Regions from separate parts of the Triticum aestivum genome. Here all the other regions are linked to region 2. Evidence: chromatin contacts called from public Hi-C and HiCAR-type data. All regions are on one chromosome and are shown on one strand. The core of a region is the stretch at or near the end of the contact, and the rest is flanking DNA. Distances in the headings are between cores, read along the strand shown. Region 1 holds the start of LOC123119153 (transcription factor-like protein DPB). Region 2 has its middle 100 kb from the start of LOC123119169. Region 3 has its middle 78 kb from the start of LOC123119153.

Region 1 (3,076 bases), core at 207-2,706, 670 kb after region 2:
CAGTATGTCATATGTATTCTGCATGCGCCCTATGAATCAGTACGCTTACATGATGATGGGAAGATGACTATCGCAGAGGTACTAGAGGAAAGAAGAGTATTCAACTCACCTTTCATACTGAATTGGCGCAATCCACGGTTACCTTTGTCGGGACCTACTACGCGTGTTCCTTTCTTTTTCTTCTTGCTGCATTGCAAATACCATACAGCTATCTGTCAAAAGTGCACAGCTACTTGTAGATTTTAAGATTTAATAAGTAAAATACTAAAATTACGTACAAAATAATTTGTTGCAATGACAAAGCAGAACCACTGTAAAATATTTTATGCTGCTAATTTTTAATCAATTAAGAATAAGTGAAAAAGTCCAATCTCAAGAAAGAAAATAGAGAAGACGTCTAAATTAAGGAAGCCAACAGGGAACAGCTTAGATTATCGACAAATCCAAAGCACAAAACATGCCAATAACTCTGATAGTCTGAGACTCTGAGTGACGTTCCACTTTTGTCCTAAGGAGCACTCTATGCAATTACACATAGACGATATCGATACCGAGCAACATTTCGATGGTCAGCGAGTGTAAGCAGCACAGCTTGTTATCACACTACTTATCTACTCCTGACAGAAAACACATCTAACACTAAGATACATCCAATAGCTTGAAGCATGGAAGTCCCAAGCAAAATATGAACGCACCAATAAAAGTTCTAGGGCAACGGACTTCAGAGCATGCTGTGACTCAAACAACAGTTAGCAATCGCCTGTTTTTTAACAATCGAATGCAAAGCAATCATAACAATCCGATGAAGTCCAGTAGTTCACCGTCGCATCTTCCTAACACCCTCTTCAGTAGCCAATGCGCACCAATTCAAACCAACACATGCTGCAGGAAGTATGCATCGACTGAATCTAGTGGACAGCGAAATGCAGCTCTCAATAGTACAGCTCACGAGACCAAAATCCGCATCTCAGATCGCAAAATTACTCTATACCGACCCAGTGCTAAAGTTGCGGTACACAGTCCCCGGGCAAAGAAGGTGGTGAGCAACTCAACTTAAGCAGCAACACGACAGCAGATTTCACGAACCTAGCGGCGGGCTGCGACGATGGCGCGTCATCTCCCTGAATTTCGAGATCATTGAGGCGGCGGGCAACGGTGCTCCCGCTGGCCGGCGTGGACGCTGACGCCGAGGTCGTGGCGGCCGCCGCCGCAACCCCCTTGCCGGGCCCGATGCCGCCGGAGGGGGAACCGGCGCTTCCGGCGCTGTTGGAAGCCGAGTGAGCCATGCCGCCGGAACTACGGGCGCTGGAGACCATCGCGGTGGGGATCGCGCGAGCGGGGGCGCAGAATTGGGAGGAGGAGGGGGAGAAAACCCTAGGAACGAAGCGGAAAATGGAGGGAGAGACAGGAACCGACGGGAGAGCGCGGAGAAACGGGCACGAGAAATTTTAAGATTTGTTTTACAATTCTTCCGGGGCTACGTTGATGTGAGTATCAAGTTCCAAACAACCAAAACCGTCACATTCTCTAAACATTAGAACAACTCCAACACGTCGACCCAAACGAACGGTGTTTTTGTCTATTTTTTGTCTGTTTGGATCGGTCGCCCGCTCGGCATCCGCATTGTTTATCATTTAGGTCGGCATTTCACCCAACGCGCTGACCCATATTTACCGTGTGGCCAGCTAGCCGCTGTTTTTCAATAAATACGCATATATTTTGCATTATTTCACAAACAAACATGTAAAAAATAAGATAGTTTCAACCAGATAAATTAGACTAGCTCATACGGACTTACTCATCAATGAGATCACCGGGTACTCCGTACGCAAGTATCTGGATGGCTGCAGTGCATTTCTGATAAGATGAGAAGCCAATCTTTTCAAGGGCATCCTCTTTGCACTCAAAATAGTTATCGTATCTGACCACCCCCTCTCTAATACGGTTGAAAAGATGCCTACCCATACGAAAACGCCGCCGGAGTTTCTGATGTTTGAACAGCGAGTTGGTTGTGTCAAAGTAGTCCTTCCAAAGAAGGAAATGGTTGCTCTCTCAGTTGCGATTCAACGCCGGAAGGTGCCCCGGGTCTCAGCCACGGAACAATGGCCGCTGCCTATTAAGGTGGTCATGGACCAACACGGCAGCCAAGATCTCCTCCTCATCATCGGGCGAGGAATCGTGGAGTCGCGTAGGAAATTGTGGAAGAAGAACTCGTCAGCGGAGTCCATTTTGTACCTTGGTAAATTGTCGAATAGCTTGCGGGCGTCGACAAAGAAGCTGGTCGGCAAAGAGCCGCGCGCCTCCCTTGGACCTGGCAGCGTCCGACAAGCGTGCAGCCGTTAGGACAGCGGGTGTTGTCGCACGAAGGAGCTGGCCGGGGCGGGGAAGCGGCTTCCTGCTCGCGGCAGCGTCTGGGTGGGGTGGGGAAGCTTCGGTGCCCCGACGACGAGGCGGTGGTGCCGGTGACGTGGGAGGTGGTGGCGTTGGGGGAGGTGTGTCGGCACCGGCTGCTGGCAGAGGCACCGGAAATGGGCGTCGGCGACGGGACGGGGGTCGGGAGCGGACGATGGTTTGCTATCAAGGGGTGGGAGAGGATGGCCAATGTGCCCCCGACTGGCAGGCCAGGGGGTACTTGGCACGCAGCGCGCGCGTCTGTCTCGTGTCCGCGCCGACGCAAATCAGACTCAAAATTGGGCTTGAGATGGGTCGGCAGGCAGACGAAAAGCGAAAGCGCATCCGTTTGGATTGACGCGTTGGACCGACTTTTCTGTCCGCTGCGACCCAAATGGATCGCGTGTGGACAAAATGGGTCGACACGTTAGAGTTGCTCTTATAGAACTGACGTCAGATTTTTGGCAATCTCGAGCGAACGACTTATTGATCGTCAAATGACAAGCACATACCTTAAAGCATTGGAGCGTGCCACGTCAACCACGGCGAGTCGATCAAACTCGACGTTGTAAGGCTTAGCACACTGCATCCATCGCCACTGCACCCACTTCCCATTTAAATCTCTCTCCCTCTCCCAGCTACCCATGGTGCTGACGGATCAAGCACCGCCCGACGACAAGGACAA
Region 2 (3,162 bases), core at 488-2,987:
GATTAGCAAACATTTGTTTGAATTTTCTAAATTATGAACATTTTTTTAAGTTTGTGAACATTTTTTACAAATTCGTGAACAGTTTTTGAATTCCAGAGCATTTTTCTGTAATCATGATTTACTTACTTTGTGAACATTTTTCAATTTCATGAACATTTTTTTTTGAAATTGTGATCATTGATTTAAATTCATGAACATTTTTTTTGAAATTGTGATCATTGATTTAAATTCATGAACATTTTTAAATTTGTGATCATTTTTTGCCGAATTCAAGAACAAGTTTTGAATTATCGAGCATCTTTTTGAAAATCATGATTGTTTTTGAAATCATGACTGTTTTATTCAAAATTAGCATCTTTTCTGAAATTTAGAACCTTTTAATATCCCGAATTATTGAAAAAAGAAAAAAAATAAATGGAAAAAAAGAAAAAGGAAACATCCGCAAAAAAATAAACAGGCGGCGTCCCGGCCACACATGGGCCGGCCCAAAAGGGGAGCGGGGGGTGCACGCCTGCTTCCTTTGTAGCGCGTGCTGCGCCCTATAGGCGGTCCTAGAAAATTATACAGGGTCATATCACCTTGGCACGACTTAATGGAATAAAACCTGGCCAAGTGGGCCGGCCCACTATACCGAGGGTGCGGGTTGCTTGTTCTAAGTGCTCCTCCACAAGATTTTTGAATTCCTAATGAAGGGGCACCCTTTGCAAAGATCACTCACAACTACTCTGCATGAGCGTCAATTGTCATAACCTAGGAGTTTGGATGAGATTTCTTCCTATTCGCACGAGGGATGAACGGATTTGTTTATGCTTTTTTTGTAAATCTTTTTTAATGATATATGTATTGAACCATGGGTTGAAATCACGGACCGTTTTCATCACGCATTTGTCTCATCGAAACCTTCAAAATTTAGATCCCATATTAACAGGTTTTGATGAATTTTTTTGTTGTAAAAAATTATGCTCCCAAAATGAGCAAACATGTGCTTCCAGATTGCAGTAACTTGTGATCTCAATTGGAATTGGTGCTCCCACAGTCCCATGGAGAGATGCACAACTGTGTTTTTCAAATAAACTAATTTAGGCTTTTCACATGCCTGTGCTCCATCCAGAAACACGGCCATGCTCCTGATAGTCGAAATCCCCAAAACCTAGAAAAGCAGAAAGGAAAAAACCTGAAAGCCGAGAAAAAAGCGTGAAAAAAAACACCTCGACGGGGTAGCGTCCATTGCGTGACAGACTGACAGGTAGAGCTAGTTGCTCCCCGAGCTCGCTCGCTCTCTCGATCTCTCCTTGCTTCCTGCGATTGGTTCAAAAAGGAAAGTTCTGTACGATCCCCGCAAAAAAAAAAGTTGTAGTACGATGACCGTGTTTATTCCGTCTCGGGTACTGCCCCGCAGTTGCACGGCTGTATCTCGTCACGTGGTGGCCATGCATGGCCCATGACGAGAAAGCCGACATCCATCGTCCATGGCAGATGTGCTGGCAAGACCAGGCGGAGGACCGGAACAAGCCTGCATGGGCGCATGGCCTCCGCATGGCCAGGTGATGCCACGTCTGCATCACACTGCAAACTCCAAATACCCAATCACTCCATTACCAGTTTGATTTTAGCATACATATACGCCGCTTCGTGGCAAGAGGCAGCGAGCAGCCAGCAGCCAGCGTCCGCAGTCCGGTCAGAGACAGAGAGAGGCCAGCGGCGGCGGCAAATCGATCGGCCCGAACGGGCTAACGGGCAGGGCAGCCAACGCGCCCAACACCAACCGGCCCTGTCGTGAGTCGTGACGCACTCACTCACGCGCGGTGTTTGGGAAAGCTCGGCGATGGCTACTCGGACTCTTCCCCTCGGACCTGTCAAAAGGATGCACGAACGTGGTCACGCAGCGCCCCTCGTTGGATTGGATTGGACTGGAATTTTCGGTGTTCTGCTTTCTCCGCCGCATCATCATTTCTTTTCCATGTCCAGACGTTTCTCTTTTCACAAGGATAATCAAGACCATACGTTTCTGCAGTCCAGGCTGGCTGCGGATCATCCATAATAAATAAATAAAATAAAACAAAACAAAACAAAAGGACGTCGCCATATGTCTGGCTTGCAGATTCTGATCCTTTGTTTTTCATCGATCATCCATCACTGACGCGCAACAATAGAATCATAGCAGTACCTATTCAGTTTTCTATGAGCATCTACAGTCGGATCTCTCAAATCTCAAATCCGCCTCATATGCATGGGCGAACCGCCCAGTCATTGTTCGGTCACGGTTTTTTGATCCATCTACAGCCGGATCTCTCAAATCTCAAATCCGCCTCATATGCATGGGCGAACCGCCCAGTCATTGTTCGGTCACGGTTTTTTGATCCAGAGGGCCCCACAAACACCAGGGCTGACAGACACCCCATATCCAGCCTGACAGCCCGACCCATCCTAAATTGCATCAAATCCATCAAACCCTTCCTCCTTCTCCCACCGCCTTCCAACCATTCCCGCGCCCGGACCCTCACCGCCGTCCACCCTTACTCTCAATCCTCACCTCTGGTCCCGATCTATCGTCGGAGATGCCGTCCAGCCCGACCCACACCGTCGCGATGGAGACGCAGTCCGCCTCGTCCGTCGACGGCGCGATTTCATCGGCGGTGACTTGCAGGCAGAGAACGTCGCCCGCAAGTTGCGACGACGCCGACAGCGAGAGAGGAAAGCGACGGCGCTGTACACAGATTGATCCGCGAGCGTTTGAGGGGTCGGATTTGCCAAATCCGGTTGCAGCTTTTGGGATGTGCGCACATGAGCGTTCCTGCCCACGCAAATATTCGTCAATGTTTTTCTTTCATATATGTTGAATTTAGTGAACTTCAAGTTGAAGCTAAATCTGCCGGTTACGTCCTTTTCATTCATGACACGGACTCATGGAAAATTCAGATAAACAGTGTAGTACAATGTACATGGACAGTCGAACCGCGAGAAAGTCAGACTAATTAAGTTGCAAGAGACAGATTGTGATGGGCCATTTCGTCCTATACAATCCCCGGTTTTGGGAGAAAAACTGTAAAATATACCATATGCATGGTTCGGATATTTGATTGGATAACGTGACGTACACGTTCACCACAAGGGCACAAAGATGCAAGAGAAAAAGAAAACATTGAAATTTGTTGAGACTAT
Region 3 (3,194 bases), core at 301-2,800, 600 kb after region 2:
CAACAAGGCACCGCTGCGGAGGGGCCCGGCGGCTCACAACAGAGGCGAGGTGAAGGCGGCTTGCGGAGGCGGCCACGTAACTCGAGGCAGTAGGGCCGGCGTGACGCAGGGCGGCTGAGCACCGGTAGGCTCAAGATGAGGGGTAGCAGCAGCGGGTGAAGTCACACGCCAGCGGTGGTGGCTCGTGAGCAGACTTGCGGGCGAGGCGCAGGCTGAGGCCAGCTTGGCGCGGCTGTTGCGGCGAGCGGCTCGCAGCAGAAACAGGGTCGATGACTCAGGCAGGCTGCGGGGGTAGTAAGGCGACCCGGCGGAGGTGTGCTGTGGCAGTGAGGCAAACCGGCAGGGGCCGGCGCGGGAGTCATGGCGGAGTCCGGGCGGCGAGGCGCGCCGGCCCTCCTGCTGTAGTCAAAGCGGGCGGCGGTTCAGCGCTGGCAGTTTAGAACGGGGCGGTTCATGACCGAAGACAAAACGAGGCCCACGGCTGTGGTTGAAGCGGACTACTGCATTGGTCTTGACCCGGCAAGGCAGTTTGGGGACGAGCGGATGAAGCGAGGCCATGACCCGGGGCGATGCAGAGGCCAAACCGGCCAGTGGCAGAGACGGCTCAGCGGCACAGCCGGATGACGGCGGAGGCGGCGGGCGCTTGAGATAAGGTCCGGCGACCCTCAGCTACAAACGAGTCCGTCCCGATGATTTCTGGTGGCGGCTTGATGCGGGGCACCCACCCGCGGGCGGAGGCAACCCAGCGGGGACCCGGAGTCAGCCGGTGTGGGGACGACGAGCAGGCGACCGAGTCGCGCGGGAGCCCAGCAGGCGTAAGCGCCGCATCATAATCCGCCCGGGTAGCTTGTGCGGTACTCGGGATCGAGCAGAGCGGCGATGGAGGGCCCGGCGGGCGGGGGTCGGAGCCGAATGGGAGCCAGCCAGCGGGTACGGGCACCTGCGGGAGCCGACCCGGCGGGCGCGGGGAACAGGGGAGAGGAGGCTCGACGCCCAACGGCAGAGTGACGAACTGGTGGCCTGCCAGCGGAGGCGAGCCAGCGACGACAGCTCGGAGCCACTCGGAGCGAGGCCCTCCTGGCGATTCAGAGCAAGGCCGAGGCCGCGACGGCAGAGGACGGTGAGCCGGCGACGGCAGAGGACAGCCGAGGCTGCAACGGAAGAGGCCAGCCAGCTCAAAGGCAGACCCGGTTCAAGGCGGAGACAGAGGGACTCTGAGCCAGGGTTGTTGTGGCCACGGCAAACCACGGCGGAGGCAGCGGGCAAGCAGAGACTTGCGCCGGTTGCGACACACGGCGAGAAAGGAGCAAGGGCGCTGGTGCGGGTGGTAAGCCAACGCGTGTGGACAGCAGCAGTTGATAGCAGTGGTGAACCGGCATGCGGGGAGCAGCAGGATCCGGCATTTTGAAGATGGCCAGCTCAGGCTGCACATCTCAGGAGCGGTAGCTTATGGTAACGGCGGCCTCGAGATGGCGACTTAAGGCGGAGCAGCGACACGAGGCCGAGATGACAGCAGAGGATGCGAATCCGGGTTGTAACGGTGGAGATAATCCAGATCGCCGTTGTACGTCTGTGGAGACAACGACTTCAGATGCAGGGCAAGACGAGGCGGCGTCGGCGACTCACCGCGACAGCACGTTTTGACTAATTCGAGTCATTCATCATATCAGCTTCCGGGTTACTTCTGTACTCCGGGTTGCCGCAACGTGTGGCTCGGGAAGAAGGCGGATTAAGGCGAGGGCGACTCAATTACAGGAAGCGAGCACGCATTCTAATCCGGTTTCGGGTCGCAGCAACCCCCTTTTTTGTTTAGCACCACTAGTCCACGGTTGATATTTTCTGGTAGCCTGGTTTGCCTTTGATCGACGCGTAGCGCAAACGTGGATCTCCCTTCTGTAGGATTTGGCCACTGTTTCTTTCCTTACCCGTACACATAGCGAATACTGTAGCTTGACGTGACGAGTACTAGTTGAATTACTAGTACTTGAACCGATGTAAACAGCCTGTAGTTGAAATCGATCTTCGGTTGAAAAGATGTGGATGGCTGCGGCGCACGGACCAAAACAAAAACGGCGGCCGGCTTTGGCGAGTTATTGATGCAAACTTGACACGCCAAGGGAAAAATAGGTCATATAAGAAGATGGTATTGGTGACTTGTCGCTTCTTTCCTGTTAATCTCGGCAGTTTAAGGTAGCGCACAGCCGCTCCCCTAATTCCTTTGAACTTTAAGTCTTACAGATCTTGAACCCTGGACTGGTGGACTTGAAATTAATGCAAATCCTTCCAAACTGGTTTCTCTTCATCCGGAAAATTATGAACTTCTAGATCCCTGAAAAAAGATCCCTCCAAGAACTCATCACCACCGTGCGCGGGCCCCACTGTGGGCGCCAACTGTCGTGGAATTAACACGTCAGATGTCCTTAGCATGAGGACTTAGTCGTGAGGCCAGCGCATCTATGTGGTAGCTTGAGAGGGGCTGAGTGGAATCGAGAGACACAACAGAAGACAAGGGTTTAGACAGCTTCGGGCCCCAGGAAACATCATCCGGTAACAACTCTACATGCTGTTTGAGGCTAGATCTCATTATCATCACGAGGGAGTCACCATAAACCGGCTCTCCTCTAGTTGTGTCTAGCCCTAGAGATTGTTTCTTGCTCGTCCCTCTTTGGGGAGCCCTGCCCCTCCTTATATAAGTTGAAGGGGTGGGTTACATGTAGAGTCCATCTCGGACTAAGACTTAAACTATTTTGACTTCCTTTCTTGGGCTTCTTAACGTCTGCCGGTTTAACATTGTCTGCCGGTTTAACATTGTCTTAACACCTGCCGGTGCTACCACCTGTCTTAACTCTGCCGGTTTAACACTCGCCGGTTTACCATTTGTCTTAGCCATCTGTCTTAATTGTCAGCCGGTTTAACACTCGCCGGTTTACCAAGTCCCGGCCGGATTATGACTCCGGCCGGGTCATACAGCGGGGTATATCCCCGACAACAGCCCATCCGTCCTTTGCGGCCCTACTTGTCAGCAGTTAATGGTAAAACCATTGACCCGACGGCAACATCCAGTTTGAGCATTTGTGAGGGTTTCAGACAAGAGAGTGGGGAAAAGTGAGCGAAAGTGTAGAGCATGGGCAAAACTGAGCACAAGAAACCTGGGGCACAAAAATAGAAAACCCTTACTTTTATGTGAGCATCAT

What was found. A called contact is a pair of places that touch in the nucleus more often than the background predicts. HiCAR-type assays count read pairs that join an accessible place to other places.
Region 1: a contact with region 2 is called in a Hi-C map of leaf, with 5 times the contacts expected there. The contact joins the promoter of LOC123119153 here to the enhancer-like site in region 2. A contact is called at or near these places in 2 of 5 Hi-C or Micro-C datasets (both in leaf).
Region 3: a HiCAR-type map of leaf shows a contact between it and region 2, with 8 times the contacts expected there. The contact joins two enhancer-like sites. A contact is called at or near these places in 2 of 5 Hi-C or Micro-C datasets (both in leaf) and 1 of 1 datasets of contacts at active chromatin or transcription factors (leaf).

Annotation. Positions count from the first base shown.
Region 1 is chr1B:271,327,125-271,330,200 of IWGSC CS RefSeq v2.1, reverse strand. LOC123119153 (transcription factor-like protein DPB) reads right to left here and starts at 1,456. Exons shown (of 9, transcript XM_044538860.1): 1 at 1,087-1,456; 2 at 110-186. The coding sequence starts at 1,316.
Region 2 is chr1B:272,002,281-272,005,442 of IWGSC CS RefSeq v2.1, reverse strand. No RefSeq gene overlaps it. Among protein-coding and RNA genes, the nearest start is that of LOC123119169, 100 kb to the left of the region's middle. Within about 2 kb of position 1,737, at least 8 of the 8 cell types and tissues checked have an H3K27ac peak or open chromatin away from gene starts, as enhancers often do. A contact at or near this core is called in leaf, where this site is marked.
Region 3 is chr1B:271,404,652-271,407,845 of IWGSC CS RefSeq v2.1, reverse strand. No RefSeq gene overlaps it. Among protein-coding and RNA genes, the nearest start is that of LOC123119153, 78 kb to the right of the region's middle. Within about 2 kb of position 1,550, at least 4 of the 8 cell types and tissues checked have an H3K27ac peak or open chromatin away from gene starts, as enhancers often do. A contact at or near this core is called in leaf, where this site is marked.